Linked DNA regions of Canis lupus: region 1 is linked to region 2. A link is a contact called in public Hi-C data. All regions are on one chromosome and are shown on one strand. The core of a region is the stretch at or near the end of the contact, and the rest is flanking DNA. Distances in the headings are between cores, read along the strand shown. Region 1 holds the start of MEIS2 (homeobox protein Meis2). Region 2 has its middle 210 kb from the start of MEIS2.

What was found. A called contact is a pair of places that touch in the nucleus more often than the background predicts.
Region 1: a Hi-C map of amygdala shows a contact between it and region 2, with 10 times the contacts expected there. The contact joins the promoter of MEIS2 here to the enhancer-like site in region 2. A contact is called at or near these places in 2 of 9 Hi-C or Micro-C datasets (amygdala and skin fibroblasts).

Annotation. Positions count from the first base shown.
Region 1 is chr30:4,906,334-4,910,144 of UU_Cfam_GSD_1.0, forward strand. It overlaps MEIS2 (homeobox protein Meis2), which reads right to left and starts at 2,372. Exons shown (of 12, transcript XM_038579994.1): 1 at 2,107-2,372; 2 at 648-880. The coding sequence starts at 2,118. It overlaps LOC102154791 (a long non-coding RNA gene), which reads left to right and starts at 1,699. Exons shown (of 3, transcript XR_005381443.1): 1 at 1,699-2,081.
Region 2 is chr30:4,699,401-4,703,241 of UU_Cfam_GSD_1.0, forward strand. No RefSeq gene overlaps it. Among named protein-coding and RNA genes, the nearest start is that of MEIS2, 210 kb to the right of the region's middle. Within about 2 kb of position 1,946, at least 4 of the 20 cell types and tissues checked have an H3K27ac peak or open chromatin away from gene starts, as enhancers often do.

The DNA of each region.
Region 1 (3,811 bases), core at 1,122-3,621, 210 kb after region 2:
CCCCTTTATTTACAGAGAATTAAGAAGTGGGTGATTAGGACTTCCTGGCCGACAGAAGCAGCTCTGATCCCAGCTCAGGCTGCATTTAGTGACTCCCAGACTCCCGGTAGGAAACAGAGGAGGAAAAAAAAGAAAGAAAGAAAGAAAGAAAGAAAGAAAGAAAAAAAAAAAAAACACCCAAACCAAACCAAAAACCCAAACAAACAAACAAGCCAAAAACAAAACAAAACAAAACCCAAAACAAAACCCCAAAGTTGCTCCTTATCGGTAGGAAACTTTCTCCTTCGTCAAGGCCTCTGTTAGGGGGCCGGGAAGGACCAGTGCTGCGTCCTTTGGCCAGGAATCCCGTCCTTGGGGAGAAGGCCCTGGCAAAATTCTCAGGACTCAAGTCACTCTGGGCGGTGGGGTCCGGAGTGACAGGGTCGTGGGGGCGGAGGAAGCCTCATCTTTCGGGGACTTACACTTAGGCGACGAAGAGCAGGCCCCCGTCTCTGTCCTTTCTGAAGGGAAGGCAAGCGGTTCCCACCCCCCTCCCCTGCAGAAATAACTCCCCACTCGGTCGACCATCCCCTCAACTCCCACAGAGACGAACACACACTCGCACTCACAAACGGCACGCTGGGTCGGGAGGAGGGGGGTTGGTTTACCCATAGATCGCGTCCTTGTCCCGCTTCAAGGCGTCGTTGACAGCGGATCCCATGCTGGCCGGCATGACATTGGGGTGCGGGGCGTGCGCGCCGTAGTGCTGCGTGGCGTGGAGCGGCGGCCCGTGGTTCAGGTGGTGAACCGGGGGGATCGGCCGCGGCGCGTGAGGGTCTCCGTACATGGAAGCAGGCACCCCTACTCCGTCCATCCCGCCGTAATGGGGCAGCTCATCGTACTGTCGCGCCCGGCCAGGGGAGGGGGCGCGGGAGGTGAGGGAGAGCCGAGCGGGAACAGAAAGAGAAGCCGGGAGAAGGAAGCCGGAGAGAAGTGGGAGAGGAATGGGGAGGGGGTGGGAAGGGAAAGGGGAAGGGAAGAGGGGGCAGGCAGGCAGGAGAGAGGGAGGGAGGGAGGGAGGGAGGGAGAAATAAAAACAAAGTCAGAAAGGAGAAAAGTATCGAGCACGAGTTGAACACACAGAAACCAAACCAGCCGAAACAACGAGTTGAAAGTTGCGGGGCGGGGGGGCGGGGGATGTTCTTAAATTTTAAAATGAAAAAGTCTGAACCGAGAGCAGCGTTTAGAGGAGGGAGAGGGGAGCGGCGAGGCCAGGGGCGGAGGGGGCGCCGGGAGGTCCCGCTCGGGCCGGAGGCAGCAGAACCGGAGCGAGCCAACCGAGGGAGAAGTGGAGTTAGCGGAGGAGGAAGCCCCGGATCCCACCCCCAACCCCCCTTCGCCTCCTCCCGAGGATCCAATAAATCAAAAGGCGAAATGAAACAAAATAAAGAGGAGAAAAACGCTAATAATCAGGCGGAGAACGCCGAGGACGAGGGAAGGCTGGGGCCAGTGCCTCCCCGGGGGCAGGGAGCGGAGGGGAGGGGGGAATAACGTGAAAGTTACCAGAAACATTATTTAGCAGCGGATTCCCTGCGTCCTTGTCAATTTCAGAGACAAAACAAGCAGCCCAGGCTAGTCTAGGCGGCGGCGCAGCGGCTGCGGCAGCGCGGCCCCAGCGGCGGCCCCGGCGGCGGCGGCGGCTCCTACGCAGCCCGTGCCCGCCCCGAGCCGCGGGAGCAGCGGCGGCAGCGGCGCAGCAGCGGCAGCGGCGGCAGCAGGAGAACCGGGGGAATCGCGCTGCTGGGGTAAAAGCTGGAGCGAGGCGAAAGCGTGTAACAATTGCACACGCACACACACACCACTCACACGCACTCGCCGCCCGCCCGCTCGCACAGCGCTGGAACACGCGCGCCCAGACACGCACACACGCACGCACACACACACTCGCACACACGCAGAGGCACGGGGGGGAAAAGCCGATGAATAATTTTGCTGCTATTTTCTTAAATACTGGCCGCCATCATCAAGCAGCGAGCAGCAGCAGCGTTGAAGGGAGAGGAGGCATCGGGACAGGCCCCTCTTAGGAGAGGATTTATATCTAGGTAAGTGTTGGAGATTTAAACCTACCCTTTGCGCCATCAGTCTGCGCTCCAATAAACTCCTGGATGTGTCGTATATTTAATATCCCAGTCCGGATAAGAAAGTGATCTAGGCTGAAGATTCCTTTTTTTTTTTTTTCCAAACCAAAAAGACTTCTCCCAATTCTCCAATATGTTATTTTTTAGGGGGAGAAAAAAAGCCCAGGCAAGACAACGAAGAGTTTTTTTTTTTTCTGTGATATTTCTTCTTTTTCTCTTTTTTCCTCTTCTTCCTCCTCCTCCTGATCTTCCTCCTCCTCCTCCTCCACCTCCTCCTCCTCCCCCCTCCCCTCCTCCTCCTTTTCGGTCCTCCTTTCCCCCTCTTTCTCTTCTCTTCCCCTCAGTTGAAAAAAAAAAAAAAAAGAAAGAAAAGAAAAAGAAGAAAAAGAAGAAAAAAAAAATTGTCAAGCCCCCGAACTGAAGGTTACGAGCGGCCCGTCAGCAGCCCACATGTAACCGAACTGTCGTGTTTCATGGCTTTTTGCCACTCCAGCTGTCAATCAAAGCCCGGAATGTCAAGGTAGTGAATGAATGATGGTTGATGATGATGAAGAGGAGGAATCTTTCAGACCCGTTTTTTTTCTTCCAGTAAAACTCCGCGAGGGGTTTCTGCTTCTTGAATTTTTTCCTCCCCCCTCCCCCCCTCCTTTAGCTCGGCCCCCGCGGTATCTCTAATGTGATCCTCTCTCTTTAAAGTATCGTTCAAAGAAAGCAGAGGGGAAAAATCAAGAAAAAAAACGAATAGTTTGCAAAAACTGGACTTCCTCCCCCCCTTTCCTGGTAGGTATTTTGTCTCTCCCTCTCTCTCTTTCTCGCTCGCTCGCTCTCACTCGCGCTCGCTCTCTCGCGCTCGCTCTCTCGCGCTCTCTTTCTCTCTGGGAGATGAGTGAGTGTCAGTAGGTGTTGGCAGGTTGGCTGCTGCCTGGCTTATAGAAGAGCCTCAGTTTGGCGGCGCGGGTCGGCGGCGGGAGAACGAAATGACGGAACCCGGAAGTCGTGGTGGCCATAGCCCGTCGTGCGGCGGAGACACATCCCGGGAGTGGGGAGCGGGAGCGGGAGCGGGAGCGAGGAGGAGCGCGCCGCGCCGAGCCTCTGATGTGCAGCGAGTGCGATCGGACGGCCCCGGCCGGGGGGCGGGGGGAGGGGAGGCAGGAGCCCGGCGGACCCGAGCAAATCAGCGAGCCTGCTCCTCCGCGGGGACGGCCGGGGGGGGGGGGGGGGGGGGGGGGGGAGCCGGAGGGAGAGGAGCGCGCGCGCGCGCGTGTGTGTGTGTGTGTGCGCGCGCGTGAACGGGAGCGCGCGCATGCGGGCGTGCGCGCGCGAGCCAGGAAAGAGGGAGAGAATGAAGAGGCCAGGGAGAGCGCAGAGAGGAAAACTGCAGAAAACCACAGGGAAAGTACGGTACCGCCTCAGATCTTATATATATATATATATAATTTTTTTTTCAAACTTCCTTCTAGTTCATTTTCCCATCACACCGGGCTCAAGCCTAATGGGGTCGCGTCGGGGACGTTTGGCATGGCGCTCTTGCTTTTGTTCCTTTTAATTTCGCGGGCCCCCACTCCTCTGCCAGGCGATTCCGGCGTCCCTGAAGGCTTTCTGCTCACATCCAGGGGCAGCAGGCTCTGCACACCGTCTCACTCCGGAGCTAGAGGGTTTTTGGTTTTGGTGGTTTCTTTCTTTTTCTTTTCTTT
Region 2 (3,841 bases), core at 696-3,195:
GCAAACTTTCAGGCGAGAATACGGCGTATTATGTCGCCGTATTATAGATCCAGCCTTTGTACCCAGGCAACATCACATCTTTAATTGCGCTACTTTATGAAGTGATAAAGACAAAAGAAAACCAGACTTAAATAAAGGCTAAACAACAACAACAAAAAAAAAAAAAAAAAAAGAAAAGAAAAAGAAAAAAAGGAAGAAGAAGAAGAAGAAGAGAGAGAGAGGACCTAGGGTAATTTCCTTTTCCAGTTATTTATAATTCTTTTTTTTTTTGAAGTAGAAAAAAATGTCTAAAGGGGAGGAAAGAAATAAAAAGAACGGAAAACCACAGGCCAATCTAAAAGCAACTCACATTAGCAAATCCGTTGATATTCTCTACCAAAGGGGGAATGAAGCCAAAGCATTTTGAGAAAATGCATTCACGGGCAAAAAATTGCATCCTCCTTTAAACGAAACAAACCTGGGTCTATTTTCTTACTTTACTCCCAGTCCTTTTGGGGGGGAGGAGGGGCAGCATCTATTGGTGGATAGTAAAGGGAAAGAAAATCAGGCTTTCTATGTTATTTCTGTATCGGTTTTTGGTATTATAGAGGAGTAAAGAAGTTTTTGTGTGGTGGTTTTTCATTGATCAGTCACTCTGAGCTAATGTAATTATCCTCATCAATAGGAGGCTGCAGAGAGAATCATTATGTGGGTGACATTGATAAATGATCGCCCAGGAACGGCCCTCTCGCGGGCAACCCCCACATCTGACCCTCCCACACACACAATGTAGTCATAGAAACACCTAGAGAACCCCGAGCGCCGCCGCCGAGGGGCAGGGGAGGGAAGAAAAGCCTCGGGGGCCGAGGCGGGGGTGGGGGCGACTGGGGGCGGCCAGTCCCAGCTCCAAACCGGTTCCAGCGACACAAAAACGGCGCATCGCGCGGGCAGAGCGAGGAGGGCGTTGCGGGTGGGAGACCCCCCTTCCCGGCGGCAGAGCCTCCCACGGTGGCTCACAACAAAGTGCAAAGCCGCCCTCCAGACGGACCCATTCCTCCACACCTTTTCCCATGTGCGCCCTCACCACCAACACCATCTGATGTTTGCCGAGACGCACACCCGCTAGGTTTCTCCAAAGGAGTTAAATAATTAGGTCACAAAACCTGTGGGCATCTCATTCTCACGCGGGGGTCCCCCTCTCAAGAAATACCAACAGAACAACCCAAACACCAACCCAAACCCCTCTGAACAAAGGCAGCAGCTGGGTGACACCCCCTCCTTAGCACCCCCCCCCCCCCGCCAGTTATTTACCGGGCGACCCCTTCCTTTCTCCACACTTCCCAACTCGGTGCCTCTGATTATGAGATAAAGGATTTTGCGATTGTTCCTACCTATGGGGGGAAAAAAATCCTCACCGAACCCCCACGTTTTCATCTTTTGGCTGTTTTATTTAAGCCAATGGGAAAGTATTGAGAGCAGTAATTGATTCATAATGATCTATAAATCGATGCCGGGATGGGGTGGGGGGTGGGGTGGAGGTGTATGAGGAGGCAGGGGGGGGGCCGATGCTGTTTATTTATTTTATTTCTAAAGCTTCAACTGAAGTAGCTTTGACACTGTTGGGGCTGGAGGGGAGGAGCTGTTGGGCTCGCTGGATCATCCATCATCGCTGTCACCCCGAGTCTGCCCCGAGGAGCCGCAGACGCAATCTCCCTTCTGTCTCTACACCGAAACTATTAATATTAAAACCTCCCTTCAAACACTGCCCCGACGGTCTCCGTTCTCATCACCGTCTGACCGGCCGCCCCCATCAGACCTGCGTCCCCCCTCCCGGCGCTCGGCGGCCTCCTCCCGGCCCGGCCCACGGAGGCGACTCGACGACCGACCGGGCGACCCCCGAGCTGACCACCGCGGCTGTAGGGGCCCCTCCCACCACCCCGGCAGCCTGAAGCCCGGTGGCCCACCTCCAACACCCTGCAAAGGGGCGGCGGGCAGAGGCAGGGGAGCCCGCGCACGCCCCGCCGCCCCCCCTGCGAAGCCAGGCCCCTGGGCGCATCCAGACCCCAGCCCCTTCAACACGGTGGCATGTTGCAGCAGAGGTCCCGGCTCCTTATCAAATTGCTGGCCTGCAAGACTAATGGGGAACTTGTGGGGCTCTCAGGCCAGCCCCTTTGAAGGAAGGGCCCTGTGACAGCTGCTGGAGATATTAGCCACATTTCCCCTCCCAAACCCGCTCCGGGTTAACAGGCCCTCGGGGGCGGGAGGGGGAGGAGGCCACGGGGGTCCCGACCGACTCTTCTGGGCCAGCCTTAACTGGGGCGAGCTGCGGAGGTTGCGGGGCGCGGACCTGGGAAGTGCTGACCTGGGCGGTGGGAGGGAGAAGGGGTGGATGGAAGACACAGACTTTCCTGGTCTTTTCTTCTGCCGTTTAAATGTGGCTTCTTGCTCGATTCCCAACCCTTAACAGATGGCGACTGCAGTTCTCTCAGAATTTCTTAAAGAAAGGGAAACCTTTGGAATTTATTTCTGCTTTTGCTTTTCCATATAAATAAAAAGTGTTTTTATGTTACTCTTGTTTTGGAGAACATAAGCAATTTTATTCAGACTACAGTATTTCCTTTAACACTATATGGTTGTCAAAACACCATTCCCAGTTTCTTTGCTTTTGACAGCTGAGTCTTTCTTAAATATACCCAAATCGGAACTCTTTATACTAAATAGTAAACCCGAGATAGGAGCAAATGCCTTCTGAGGTGGTATAAAAAAAGCATTATAAAAATTGGACAACTCTACTACCTCTTGGTCTTACCATATGGGGGGGGCAAGAAAATGCAAACAGATTTTATTACAATTATTATTCATCTCCAAATATTTAAGAAGGTTAAAGGTTTACATGATTTGTTGAAGGAGCTGTGCGTGAGATGATTTTAGTCATTAAAACCAAGGATAGAGAGGTTTGGGGTCTCCACTTAAATGAAATTATTATGAAGCGATTTCATCAAAAGCTTCCTAAACACAAGTAAACTCTGCAGCATGTACTTTACGGAGAGGAAAGGAAGAAAAACTTTTCCAAACATTTTCCCCCGAGTGGATGTGAGTTAATTTGTAAATGGAGAACTTTACCTAAAAGCATTTAAAGTAAAAATATACAAATATTTAAATTTTGCAAAAAGACTCCATGTGCACTGGGATAACAAAGGTGAGTGAGAGGGAAGCTCTTTTCCAAGAGGCACAGAATTTCTCCGTTAACAATCAGTTTGTGTCAGAAGCGGTAATTCTACGTTGAAAGAGCATCATATCCATTAAGGTGATAAATGTGTTTATATATATAAAAAAATCTACCTAACTAAAAATAATACAAAACAATAGAAGTTTATTTCCTTGTTTCTTTATATTACAACTCCTATTAATGTTTTCTGCAATGGGAAGATGGCAGCACTCCAAGTAAGACACAAACTTGGACTTCTGAGCTAGTGAACTATTTCCCTATCAAGCTGACATCACCGAGCTAGTTTTATATTATCTCTTCTACACACAGGATTCAAAATGTAGGTGTTCCCAAATTCCAGGATAGTATCTTTATTTTAAAAATTGAGGGGGCATGCAAATACCTAACACTTTTTTTCACTTTGCACACTTTATCAGGCAGTGTTTGTGCAGTACCAGCAAGCCAATAACACAGATTTCTAGGAATGTTGTGTGATTCTTTGAAAACGGCATTACATTGCCTGTTCTGCTGCTGTTTCAGAAAAAAAATTTACGTTTAAGTCACCAACTCCTCCCACTAGCGTGTCTGCATGTGGAGGTGTCTGAAATAAAAAGACATCATAATATAATTTATATTAAATATTAATGATTAAGT